Linked DNA regions of Canis lupus: region 1 is linked to region 2. Evidence: chromatin contacts called from public Hi-C data. All regions are on one chromosome and are shown on one strand. The core of a region is the stretch at or near the end of the contact, and the rest is flanking DNA. Distances in the headings are between cores, read along the strand shown. Region 1 holds the start of NFRKB (nuclear factor related to kappa-B-binding protein). Region 2 holds the start of APLP2 (amyloid-like protein 2).

The links. A called contact is a pair of places that touch in the nucleus more often than the background predicts.
Region 1: a Hi-C map of blood shows a contact between it and region 2, with 1.9 times the contacts expected there. The contact joins the promoter of NFRKB here to the promoter of APLP2 in region 2. A contact is called at or near these places in 2 of 9 Hi-C or Micro-C datasets (both in blood).

What each region holds. Positions count from the first base shown.
Region 1 is chr5:4,971,324-4,978,291 of UU_Cfam_GSD_1.0, forward strand. It overlaps NFRKB (nuclear factor related to kappa-B-binding protein), which reads left to right and starts at 2,609. Exons shown (of 27, transcript XM_038535647.1): 1 at 2,609-2,730; 2 at 4,054-4,146; 3 at 5,906-6,061. The coding sequence starts at 5,927. It overlaps PRDM10 (PR domain zinc finger protein 10), which reads left to right. Exons shown (of 23, transcript XM_038535641.1): 23 at 1-1,281.
Region 2 is chr5:4,815,335-4,822,225 of UU_Cfam_GSD_1.0, forward strand. APLP2 (amyloid-like protein 2) reads right to left here and starts at 1,404. Exons shown (of 16, transcript XM_038535634.1): 1 at 1,212-1,404. The coding sequence starts at 1,316.

The DNA of each region.
Region 1 (6,968 bases), core at 1,359-3,858, 160 kb after region 2:
TTAACTAATGTATTTTATTTACATTTCTGGGTTAAAACTGGTTCTATAAACTAAAGTATAATAGCTTCTTTATAGTACAGATACCTTTTTGAAAAGGAAATGATTCTGTTGAAATAACTGAACTAATATGTAGATTTTGCACTTTATTTCTGAGACCTCATTCATTTAGTTATCCCTGAAAATTTGGGCCCTAAAAGAACTTGAGAAAGTTACTTGGGAAACGTGTAGACCCTAGGGATTGGACTCTATCTTTGGTAACAAAGATGTCACGTTGATGTTTTCAATAGAAAATATTGAACCTGAGTCACAAAGCAGAGACTCTGGATCCCAACGTCCTACAATGTAACGATTGTAAATATTCTCGTGTCCAGTCTAGACGGACTTGCTAGACGAAGAATATTAGACTTTGCTAAAGGTCCAGTTTTAATTTTCACACCTTAAATCTGGCCCTTTTGGGTCCTTCTTAATTTGAACCAGCAAAGTACCCCCCCCTTCCTCAGGAGTAACTTACTGATGAAAAGAGAAAACTATCACTGAACGGAATGTTCATTTCATGCCAGTTATTTCAAGTTGTAAAATACACAGACGGAAATGGTTTGAAAGGACCTCTTTGTTTTTTTTTCCCCATTTAAGTTTTTTTTTTCCTTTTTCTCTTTTTGTACTTATGTGGAATAGGCAAAGGATCTAAAACTAATTTGTATGTTATCAACCAGAGATGCAGGTGGCAGTCAAGCCAAACTACACTTCTTTAAGATTAGGTATTCTCCACGTTCATTCCAAGTTAATAGATTTTTCAAAAGGACTTGGATTTGAAGAGATGGTTGGTTATGAGCCATCTGTAGACCAATATGGAAAAAAAATGTATGTAGCCAATGTTTATATTGTGGCCTCTCTTAGGACATATCGGCACGCTAGACTTCAATCAGTGCAGTGTGAAAATTTTGGAATAGGTTACATACAGATTTTACATTTTTATTGTTTGATTTGTGTCCGCATAAATAGCCATTTCATCATGTAAAATTCCTATTGTTCTGGAAAAACCTATTATTTTGATCTTCTTGAGTTGTTTTCTGATTTGGAATTATCCTTTCAAAAAACTCTCAAGATATCTAGGGCTAAAAAGCACTTCATGAGATGCTAAGGCTGACCCGCAGGTTGAAAATATTGACCCTATCCTGTTATTTAAATGTGAACATTTATTGTACATTCAGTGAGTTATAGTGTTAATAGTCTTGTGCTACTCAGCAGGTGTAAAAATTAATAAATATTTTTTTTAATAAACATCTTCCTTGTTTGTATCGTGAAGCTACAAGAACTACTGAGATTGTTAGTTTTTTTAAAAAGGATTTTTATTTATTTGAGAGAGAGAAAGAGCGATTGCTGGAGGGGGAGGGACAGAGGGAAAGAGTCTCAAACTGACTCCTGGAGGACCAGAGAGCCTGGTAGGGCTCAATCTCACAGCCTTGAGATCGACCTGAGCTGAAATCAAGAGTTGTGGCTTAACCGACTAAACCACGCAGGCACCCCTCCCGTTTTTTTTTTTTTTTTTTTTAATATTTCAATTTACAATGTTTTGACTCTGGATCACGCTGGTCTGGTTAGCACACAATGTAAGTGAAATTAGGGATGACAACTATGGAATGGTGTTCCCCTGCCCTTTACTTGGTGGTTTCTAACTCAAGAACCTCCCGTGGTCTAACAGGCAGGACTAAGGGCAGGTGGGCAGCCAGCAGGGGAGCAAAGACTGGGCTTTCTCTGGAAACCACTATTTTCCAACAAGGGAGGAAGGCTCGTTTTCGCCTGGCAGCTTCCCAGACGTATTTCCATCCAGTCGAGAGACCAAAGGATGGTCTCTGCACGACTGCAGGGAGTGGCTGTGGATCAAGTCGTCTGAAGCTGTTCTAATAAGACCCAGTGAACGAGAAAGGGACCGGCCTGGATTGTCCACAAGAGGAACGTTTTTAAACGTATTTCTTCGACGTGTGTATGCTTTCTTTCCGAACACCAGGGGCCCGGGACAGGGGCACAGGCTCCGAGCCTGCGTTTTCCTCCCTGAAACTCAACGAAGCTGCAGTTTCCTCCGCTGTAAAATAGGAGCAGTGCCCGGGAACCTACGGGCTGGAGAGTGCTCAGCTCAGCGCAGGCTGGACAGGGGGCGCGCCCTGCAAACGGGCCTCAGCTCCCGGCCAGGTAAAGATGCACTTTATGTTTTTTTTAAAATAGGTACCTTTATTATTCAGTACAGTGAGATTCTTTTTTTTTTTTCATAAATATTTTATTTATTTATGAGAGACACAGAGAGAGAGGCAGAGGCAGAAGCAGGCTCCATGCACGAGCCTCTGTGGGGCTCGATCTCGGGTCTCCAGGATCACGCCCCGGGCGGAAGGCAGCGCTGAGCCGCGGAGCCTCCGGGGCTGCCCCTAAAGCCGCGCTCCGCAAGCTTCTGCGGCAGGTGAGACCGAGAGGCCGCGCGCAGCCTGCAGCCCAACCCCAACCCAGCCGCGCGGCCCCGTCCCGGCCCCCAGGCCCCGCCCCGCGCGGCCCCGCCCGCCCCCAGGCCCCGCCCCGCCCCCAGGCCCCGCCCCCAGGCCCCGCCCCGCGCGGCCCCGCCCCTTCCGCCGCCCGAGCCCGGAGCGTGCACGCACTGAGACGCCTTGCGGGAGCGAGCGCGTCCCGGAGCCCGCGGGCCGAGAAGCGCTGCGGGTTGGGGGACCCGCGCCTGCGGCTCAGGTGAGGGCGGGCCCGGGACGGCGGGAGGGTCGGCGTGTGGCCGGGCAGCGGGGAGAGCGAGCGGCCGGGCCCCGAGGGTCGCGGCTGCCGTAGGCCCGGGGCAGGGCGGCGGGCGAGGGGCAGCCGGGCGGCCGGGGGCGGGGTTAGGGTTAGGCGCGGCGTGGGGGAGGGGCCGAGCGCGCGGAGGGGCCTCTTGGAGGGGCGGGGCCACGGGCGGCCGGGGGCGGGGTTAGGGTTAGGCGCCCCCGTGGGGGAGGGGCCGTGTGCGCGGAGGTGCAGCCTGGGGGCGGGGCCTCGGAGGGGCGGGCGGGCGGGGCGGGGTTAGCTGCAGGCCCGCGGGTTGGGAGCCGGCGTTTGCTCCGGAAGCAGCCCCGGGTGGAGCTTGGGCGTTGGGGACCTTGGGGAGGGTCCCGGGGGCAAGGCTGGCCCCGGTGCGGGAGCCCCCCCCGCTGGGCCGGTACGCAGGTCCCGGCCGCCGCAAGACCCAGAAATCCTTGGCTTCCGGGGTTCCGACCCTCGGGCTAGCCCCCCGCTGTCTTGTATTTTGAGATCCCATTCAGAATAGTAGCAGGGCCGAGGTGGCCACTCGAATAGATTAAATTCAGCTACATGTCTGTCGTAGTCGAAGAAACTTGCGAACAAGTTGTGGAAACGGGGGCGATCCTCCTCCAAGAGTCACTGGAACCCTGGCTTTGCCCTTTTTACCCTGTTCTGCATCAGTTTGTAAAGAGGACCTTGCTCTAAGCATCAGGTTGCCTTCTGCAAATCTCGCTATTTTAAAGTTTTCTTAGACTCCCGCACCCTGCGCTTTCTCACCTGCTTCAGTTCCTTAGGCACCAAGAATGTTGAGGATGCCGCAAATCCCCAGGTACTGAAAGGTGACGGAGCACAGTCGTTTGGAGACCCATCTGCTTTACCCAGCACTAATCTTGCTGCAGAATCTTTACATAAATCTGAAATCTCTAAAATAGAACTTGAAATAATTTGTGGGAACATACTTATTTTAGTAGTAGTATTACAGCTCTGCTTTTTATCGTTTAAAAGAGTTTTGGAATCAGAAGTCGTTAACATTATGATGGCTTGGGATCCCTGGGTGGCGCAGCGGTTTGGCGCCTGCCTTTGGCCCAGGGCGCGATCCTGGAGACCCGGGATCGAATCCCACATCGGGCTCCCGGTGCATGGAGCCTGCTTCTCCCTCTGCCTGTGTCTCTGCCTCTCTCTCTCTCTCTCTCTCTGTGACTATCATAAATAAAAAAAAAAAAAAAAAAATTATGATGGCTTATATGAGTGCATTAAGTCATATAAAGTGTCCTCCATCTGGAGATTATTTATTGTAGGACTCCAAGGTTGGAAATAACAGAAGACCTGGTGCAGCTCCCCTTTGTCGTGCAAGTAAGGAAATCGACACCTGTCAAGGTAAGGTTTGCCTTAGGTCACCGAGATTGGGCTAGAAGTTTGGCACCTTGACTCTTAAGTCTTTTTTTTTTTTTTTTTTCCTCATTTAATCGTGCTTGTTAGTCCATTTGGTAGGCCTAGGAGATAGAATTGACTTAGCAGAGTGGTAGAGTGACTGAGTTCATGCTCTCTGTGTTCAATCCTATGGCCTCAGCTTTACAGATGATACTTGCCATTTGCCTAACAAGATGCTCTCTGAAGATTTTTTTTTAAAGATTTATTTATTTATTTGAAAGAGAGAGCACAAGCAGAAGGGGCAGTGGGAGAGGGAGAGTCTCAAGCAGACTCCTCACTGAGCGTGGAGCCCGACTTGGGGCTTGATCTCACCACCCTGAGATCACGACTTGAGTCAAAACCCAGAGTTGGATGCTCCCAGGCACCCCTGTAAAGATGTTTTGATATGTCTATTTCTAAAGATGACCAGCAGTGTTCAGTTATTACAGGAAGGAGAAAAGTAGCATTACATTTACGTGGTTATAAATACCAGATGGACCTTTATTTTTACTTATTTATTTAAAGATTTTATTTATTTATTCATGAGACACAGAGAGAGAGAAGGGCAGAGAACACAGGCAGAAGGAGAAGCAGGCTCCCTGCAGGGAGCCTGATGTGGGTCTCAATCCTGGGTCTCCAGGATCATGCCCTGGGCCAAAGACGGTGCTAAACTGCTGAGCCATCTGGGCTGCCCTCAGATGGACCTTTAGTTGGTAGATTGGCTACTATGTTTACTGGCTGTTGTGGTCGGTCAGGTGCTTGGAAACCCCAGAGTTTATGTGGACTAAAGTCATACTAACATACTCCTCTTTCATAATTCCAACTGAGAGTTTATACAAGAGGTGTAGTGTTAAAAATGTGTGTGTGTAGTCGGGCAGACTTGAGTTTCATTCATTCATTACCCTGAGATTGGGTAAGTTATATATCTACTTTGATCCTCAGTTTTAATGTCTGTGGAATAGATCTGAAGATCTTGTCTTGCAAGTTGTAGGAATTAAATGAGATGCGTGAAAAGGTCCGGCACTTAATAGGCCCTCATTAAAAAACTTACTGTTAGTGTCTGAGCTTTACTAGTCTATATGGGTGATGTTTCTTTGTGCAAGCACAACGGAGGATTACTAAAAAGACCAACAGTAATAGTTAAATTTTTTTATGAAATTTTTTTTAAAAGATTTTTATCTATTTGAGAGAGAGTGTGCACAAGTATGAGCAGAGGGAGGGACGGAGGGAGAGGGAGAAGCAGGAGCAGGCTACCGGCTGAGCAGGGAGCCCAATGTAGGGCTCAATCCCAGGACCTGGGGGTTATGACCTGAGTCGAAGGCAGATGCCACCCAGGTGCCCCAAGAAATTATTTTATGGTAGATTATTGGCCTGAGAAGTCAAAGTTATGAACTCTGATCTGCTTATCATTTAATCTCCAAGTCTCATTTTGCTTCATTGTGAAATGAACGTATAAGAAATTCTGTAAATTTGGGTGTTACTCTAGGAGCATTCTGAGGAACAAGAGGCCGAACTAGAAAAGATTTGAAGATTGAGATGAGAATGCTGTGATAGAAGAGAGAAGAGGTGTGTAGCTGTAGTGAGGGTATGAAGATAAGGTATAAAACTAGATTTGAGTTTGACTACTATCTGAGTCAGAATACTTTCTGAAGGAGCATCGGTATCAATCAGATCCCTGGGAAGCCTGCCTTTCTATCTGGAGGTATGACTGCGTGTATTTGTCTAGATTATCTGTGGCACATAAACAATGGATTCCTTGGACCATATGCTGACGGATCCCCTGGAACTGGGTCCATGTGGAGATGGCCATGGCACACGTATTATGGAGGACTGCCTCCTGGGGGGCACCAGGGTTAGTCTGCCCGAGGACCTTCTGGAGGACGTAAGTAGTAGCAGTGCCACCGTTTTTTCTCTGGCACCTTGCCCCTAACCACAATCCTAAGCCTTTTCCACACTTTACAAGTTTTCAGTCTTTTATGCTTCTTTTGGTTTCATTTTCTATATTGCAGCCAGAGTGATCTCTCTCTCTTTCTCTTTTAATGTAACATCTTTAATACTGTGACTCGAGAAGAAAGTGTAAGGTATATACTTAAGCCTTATTTTTAACCAGATAGTTTTGAGCAGTTAACAAGAAATTACATATTTTAAGAACAAAATTATGAATGTTGATGTTAAATTGGTTACTCACATTGTGGATCATGAAACAAAACCCAACATACTGTATCTGTCCGTAAAGTAACCCTCCGGTCAGTTAATAGGACGTGTCCTGGGTTGGGATTTTGTGCTTTTGGCTCCTTTCACAGGTAGGCTGTGTAATCATCATTATCACTAAGGTAGCTATCACCTACTAAGCGCTTATTGTGTGCAAGACACTATATGTGCCAAAGCCTGTATTTAGTTATCTTGTTCACTTTGCTGTGTTCCACATATACAGACAGGTGTAGAGTGTCCTATAGCAAGCACTCATTTGTGCATCATCCAGTTTTAGAGATAATTGCATTTAGTCATACCTGGTTCAGATTTTTTTCCCTAATATATCAAACATAGATAAAATTAAAGCCACTGCTTGTTCTCTCTGCCTTCTGAAGTAATAAGTACTGACGTTGACAGATTCTTCTCATCCACGTTTTCTTTGCACACTAGTCAGCAAACACTTGTTTTATTAAGTGCCTAATTGTGGCAGACACTGAGATATTAGGAATAAAGTGGTGTCCAAAAAATAGCTTTGCAGGGGAAGATCTTTGACACTGAGGTGCTCTAGTACATGCGTGCACAGATGCCTGGTAGGT
Region 2 (6,891 bases), core at 154-2,653:
ATTCTGTAGAACACATTCTAACTTGGGGTTGTTACTGGAAACTTCTCGGCCGATGCCTAGGTCATGCAATCCCTTCTCTCTGAAATTAGCCAAACGTGCAGAAATCCATTGTAATTTTAGAAATAGTGAAGAGTGGAGAAAAAGGAGAAAAAAAGAGAAAAAAAAGCTACATCAGAGACCCATTCGGGTCCAACAGTTCAAGCACTATTTCGAGAAGGCAAGGAAGAATAAAAGCTGCACGTCTCGCTCAGGAACACACAGGGTTTCACGAAGCCGCAGGGTCCGGGCCAGGCCGTGGGCCCCTCCCCGACCCCGGCGACCCCGGCCCCGCCGCGCATCCCGGCTCCTGAGCCACCGCGGAGCACGAAGGTTTCTGGGCTTGTCCGATGCATCGCAGCTGCTGCTTAACTCCGAACACCCCCCACCCCACCCCCCCAAAAAAAAAGAAAAAAAAAAAAAGTAGGATGAAACCAGAGTTTTTACGGCGTATTCGTCGGTTCCTCTCGTCGTCGCTGGAACCCACTGAAAAGGGGGGGCAAGGCCGGCGCGGGAGAGGCCCTTCCCGGGTCCGCGAGGCCGAAGCCGCCCGAGGCCTGGTGCCCGCGCGGCGGGTCCTCCCGAGGGGGGCGCGGGGGGCGCGGGAGGCGCACCCGCCGCCCGGTGCCGGCGCTGCTCCCGGGGCGGCCCGAGCGTCCCCAGGGCCCCGCGGCCGTGCAGGGGCAGCCCGCCAACAAAGGCGGCGTCCGCGGCGTGCAGGGTGCAGGGGCCCCCGCATCGGGCCCGGGGCCGCAGGGCGCAGAGGTCCCCCGGGGAGGCGGCGGCGCGGCGGGCGGGATGGCGATGGGGATGGGGCTGGGGGCGGGGATGGGGCTGGGGATGGGGCTGGGGATGGGGCTGGAGATGGGGCTGGGGATGGGGCTGGGGATGGGGGCGGCCCGCGCCCTCCGCGCGCCCCCCCGCACGCACTGCGCCCCCTGAGCCCCCGCGCGCACCCCGAGCCCCGGAGCTCCCCCCGCGCGCCCCCCTGCGCCCCGATGCCTTTCATTTGGCCTCTGCGGCGGCGGAGGCGGCTCGACCTCCAGCGCCAAGCGCCGCGCCAAGCCGGGCGGGCGGGGCAGGCGCGCTCAGCCCGCCGCAGCGCCGACCACCCCCGCGCCCCCGGCCCCCGGGGCCCGCCCGCAGGCCGCGCTCCGCGCCCGCCCGGTCCCCACCTCGATGTAGCCGGCCAGCGCCGCGGCAGGCGCCGTGAGCCCGAGCAGCAGCAGCACCAGGAGCTTGCCGGTGGCCGAGGCGGCCGCGGTCCCGGGGGCCGCCATCCCTCGCCGGGTCGCTCTAGCGCTCGACTCCCAGGCGCGCACGCGAGCTCTCGGGACGTCTCCCCGCCGCGACCCAGAAGCATCTGAAGCCCGGGCGCCGCCGCCCCGGGGGTTTTACACCAACCGGAACTGACTTCACCGGACCACGCCCCCTCTGCCCGGCGCCCAATGCCGGCCCGCAGAGCCGCCCCAAGGCGCCGCCCCTTGCCCAGCCCAGGCCCAATCAGGAGACTGAACAGCCTGCGCCTCCCGCCCGCCGCGACCGCGAGCCCCGCCAGGCCCCGCCCCCGCCGCTGCCGGCCCCGCCCCCGCCCGGGACCCCGCGGCCGCGCGGCGAGGGGGTGTGCGCCAGGGGCCGGGGGCCGCGGCTGCGGGAGGCGGGGAGGCGGGGAGCCCGGGAGCCCGGGAGCCCGGGAGGCCGGGAGGCTCGGCCCCCGCCCGGGGAGAGCTCCTCGGGCCGCGCTGCGCCGCTGCGGCCGCCTGCAGCCTCCCGACTCGGGGCACGCCCCGCTCCCCTGCCCCGCGGGGTATTTTTCAGATTCCTTTGGGCACTACCGTCCGAGGTTCTGGAAATGGTTGTATTAAAAACATAATTTCAACAATTTTGATGTTGTTGTGCGGAGCCCAGGCAGGCTCACGCTGCACGAGCGAGCCCTCCTCCTCCCCAGACCCTGCGCGGGGCTGAGCATCGGCGCTCCCGTCCCCGTCCCCGTCCCCGAGCTGGGCGCTGTCTCCACGCCTTTGACCTCTGGTCCTTAGGCCTTCTCCCGACCGCCCGAGCCCAGGGGTGCAAGGACCACGATGACCCTAAAGCCCAGGTCCCCTTCCTCCCGTGTTTTAGGCAAAGATCGTCTTTCCTCCTTATTTAGTTTAAGATCCCTGCAGGAGACCTGCTTCCCTGCTTTCTTGCCCCACTGCATTTCCACTTCGACTGGGAAAACGTTCTGCTGCCCCATTTCACAACTGGCACGGCCTCGCCACTGCGAGGGCACTGCTGGCTTTGTTTCCTTTCAATAGCCGTGTGATTTATACACCACCCTTTGCAGAGCCCTTGCTAGTCCCTTTAGGTTCAACCAAATAAGTAGGGAACAGGGTCTCTACTCTAGGAAACAGACAGTGAAAAGAAAGAGACAGTGTCCGCAGAGTAAACAGTGGGGTAGTGAGAAGAACCCTGGATTTTCCAGCCTTGTTGCCTGATGTGCCCAGTTCTTGGTGGTTAAATAGGCTCTGTCCCTGTTTCCCAAAGACAACCCACACCTTTCCATTTTAGAGCCCTTTCTGTGCCTGCAATGTCCTCTCTCCAATACCTACCTGTTGAAAACATTGTCACTCTTCCTGAGTCCACTGGATGTAATGTCATCCCTGGCTGAGTGCTGTTTCCCAACAAGGCACCTGCTCCCTTGGTTATTTGCATACCTCTGTTATGCCACTGATAAGAACTGAGCTATGTCATGTTTCTGCAGTGACACTGAAACCAATGATGCTGGGTTCTGGTCTTTGTTCTGGAACACTTGCTGTGACTATTTGTGTCCTTCCCAAAGTTCATTCAGGTTGAAGCCCTAACCCCCAAAGTGATGGTGTTAGGAGGTGGGGCCCTCCGGAGGTAATGAGGATTGGATGGGGTCATGAGGGTGTGGCCCTTGTGATGGGATTAGTGCCCTTAGAAGTAGGCCCCAGAGAGCTACCCATACGAGGACACAGCAGGAGGAGAGGAGAGAGCAAGCATCCAGGAGAGAAATCAGCAGACACCATGATCTCAGACTTCCCAGCCTCCCAAAAAGAAATTTCTGTTGTTTCAGCCACCCGGTGATTCCGTTTTCTTCTCCATCATGTGTGGATATTACAAACCTGTCTCACTTTCACCAATTTACGTGATTCAATGAAAAGTGAATGTACAATAGTGAAAAAGCAGGAAGAGACTTAAAAGGTGAAAGCTGTGTGAAGCAACAGGTTACCAAGTGCATACTTTCTGTCCAAGTACATATGGAAACAGTATCAAGTGACTGTGTAAGTTCCAGTTCTGCAGAGCAAGCTCCCTGAGTCATTTAGTCCTTGCTCACAAAAGGATGTCGAAATTTCTATGAATTTAAATGTTGAGAGAAAAGCAAGGGAAATTACCGGAATTCAGAACAGTGGGCTTGACATTCATGTTCTTGGGGCTGTATATTCGAGATTGAGCTCTAATAGCATAGGATGGGACAAGGAAATAAAGAATAATGCTTTAGGAGTTTTCAATCCAAAATTAGATCCTGGAAGAAGTTTATTTGCATTTTCAGGTCACTGAAGGATCATTAATAAGAGTTTATTGCCCCGTTCATCATTGTTTTTGACTTTAAAATGTTACCCTCTTTTTATTAGATGACACTGATAGGAGCATATCTAGTCCTGCAATTCTCAAGCAATAATTTTTCATCCTAAATCTGCTCATGTCAGTGACCAAGTCATTTGAAGAGTGCTATGTTATCATTTTATTTCCCTTAGTGCACAAAAGTAAAAGGCCCTAAAATCACCTCCTATTTCGTCTCCCTTCTCAAGAATCAGACATCCTCGGGGTAGCTGTCTGGCTCAGTCAGTGGAGCATGTGACTCTTGATCTTGGGGCTGTGAGTTCAAGCCCCACCTTGGGTGTAGAGATAACTTTAAAAATAAAATCTTCAAAAAGATTTCTCCTAAAAGAAGTATCTTCCATGTACACTGAAGATGTGTGCATTTCACTGTTGGGGGAAAAAGTGAAGTTTATGTCCCTATGTGTATATACTTACATGGGTAGCATGCACGCATTCATTTGACACTTATTTATCCAACACCTGTTCAGGATAAGGTGAGCCAGGCTAGAACAGTTGCTCCCACATCAGGATGCTTTCCAAATCATCTAAGAAGATTTATAAAAAGGCAAATTCCTAAGCTTCTACTTCAGAAATTCTGAATCACTAAGCCTAAGTGACATAAGGAAATCAGTCTTTTTTTTTTTTTTTTTTTTACTTAAAGCTTTCCAGGGAATTCTAATCCACTAGTACTTTTGAGAGCTTCACTCTTGAATATCATAGGGACTAGTTAAAAAATAAATGAATCATGTGTAGTAGCTAATTTAAAATGACCAGTGTTTTGGTTTTCCAAATAAAACACTAAATTAAGATAAAACTATATTATCTATAAACGCGAATTTAAAAAGATGTGAATCCCTATGTTTATTGCAGCATTATTTATGATAGCAAAAATATGGAAGCAGCCCAAGTGTTCATCTATAGATGAAATGGATATAGGTGTGGTATATATGCATACACACGCACAATGGAATATTAGTCATAAGAAATATTGAAATCCTGCCATTTGCAACAACATGGATGGATCTAGAAGGTACTATGCTAAGTGAAATAAGTCAAAGAAAGACAAATATCATACAATTTCACTCATGTGTGGAATTTAAGAAACAAAGCCAAAAAAAAACAAAACAGAGACAAACAAAAAACCAGACTTTTGAATATAGAGAATAAACTGGTGGTTACCAGAGAGGAGATGGGTAGGGAATGGGTGAAATAGATAAAGCAGATTAAGAATACATTTACGGGCACCTGGGTGACTCAGTCAGTTAAGCATCTGCCTTCTGTTCAGGTCATGACCCCAGAGCACTGAATTGGGCTCCCTGCTCAATGGGGAATCTGCTTCTCTCTCTCCCTCTGGCCTTCCGCCACCCCCCACTTGTGCGCGCGCTCTCTCTCTCTCTCTCTCAAATAAATAAATAAAATCCTTTAAAAAGGGATACACTTATGATGAGCACTGAGTAATGTATAGAATTCTTGATTCACTATATGGTACACCTGAAACTAATATAACAATCTATGTTAATTATACTGGAATTAAAAAACTAAATACATGAATTTTAAAAAACATATGGGATGCCTAGCTGGCTCAATTGGGAGAGCATGTGACTCTTGATACTGGGGTTATGAGTTGTAACCCCACCATTGGCATAAAGATTACTTAACAAAATAAAAATTTGAGAGACGCCTGGGTGGCTTAGTGGTTGAGCATCTGCCTTTGGCTCAGGGTGTGATCCTGGGATCTGGGATCCAAGTCCCACATCAGGCTCCTTGCATGGAGCCTACTTCTCCCTCTGCCTGTGTCTCTGCCTCTCTCTGTGTGTCTCTCATGAATAAATAAATAAAATATTTTTAAAAATTAAATAAAATAAAATTTGAAATAAATAAATAATAAAAAACTTAAAAACAGATATAAGAACAGTTTTTAAAAAAACATTTTATTAATTAAGCTATTTGAGAGAGAGAGAGAGAGAGAGCACGAGAGCAGGGAGGGCAGAGGGGAAAGGAGGAGGAGAGGAAGAAAGAATCTGAGCAGACTCCATACTGAGCATGGAGCCCAAAGAGGGCTGGATCCCATGACCACAAGATCATGACCTATGCCGAAACCAAGAGTCGGACACTTAACCAGCTAGGACACCCAGATGCCCCCACAAAAGAACATTTAACAACAACAACAAAAAAACTAAAAATTATTTTGATTTTAAAATTTTGAAGTTGGCTGCAATGTAACTTTGAGACAACTCACTACATTGTCTTTGATTTTCTCACTAACATCAGAATGATGAATGAACATTTTATAATCAAACAGCCCTGGTCTAACACAGGTTGGGACGTTGCAGTACTGGAAGTAAATATGACCAGTTATATGCCTTGTCCTTGGCCTATAACTGATAGCCTTTAAATCTGCCACACCCAGAATGTGCCTCCCCCGCCCCCACAAACCACCGCCCCACCCATGACTGACTCAATATTTAAAACTTGGCTCAAGCTGAGTGAAGTAAGTCAGTCGGAGAAGGACAAACATTATATGTTCTCATTCATTTGGGGAATATAAATAATAGTGAAAGGGAATAGAAGGGAAGGGAGAAGAAATGTGGGAAATATCAGAAAGGGAGACAGAACGTAAAGACTGCCTAACTCTGGGAAACGAACTAGGGGTGGTGGAAGGGGAGGAGGGCGGGGGGTGGGAGTGAATGGGTGACGGGCACTGGGGGTTATTCTGTATGTTAGTAAATTGAACACCAATAAAAAATTTAAAAAAATAAAAAATAAAAAAAAGGTAAAACTTGGCTCAAGTATCACCTGCTCATGGAAGTTTTCAGCTCTTCCACTTCTGACTTCCTGCACCTCCTTTAGGCTCCCCAGAACATTCTATACACACCTCTGACATACTACTTGTAAACCAAACATTAATCATTTATATTCTTTACTGATGTCTTGATTACATCACGAGACCTTAGAGGGAAGAAACCATGTTTTCCTCATTCCTGTACTTCCATAATTTAACATAGTGCTTGAACTTCTATTAATAGGTATTCAACAAATATTTGCAGAATGGATGCATCACTAAATGAGCTTTACAATCTAGCAGAGAGGATAAAACATGTGCATGCACAAGTATAGCACTAAATGGAAACTCATACATGATCTAAGAGGAGAAAAGCCTGTCTCTCTCTTTTTTTTTAAGATTTTTATTTTTTAAAGGTTTTATTTATTTATTTATTCATGAGAGACACAGAGAGAGAGAGGCAGAGA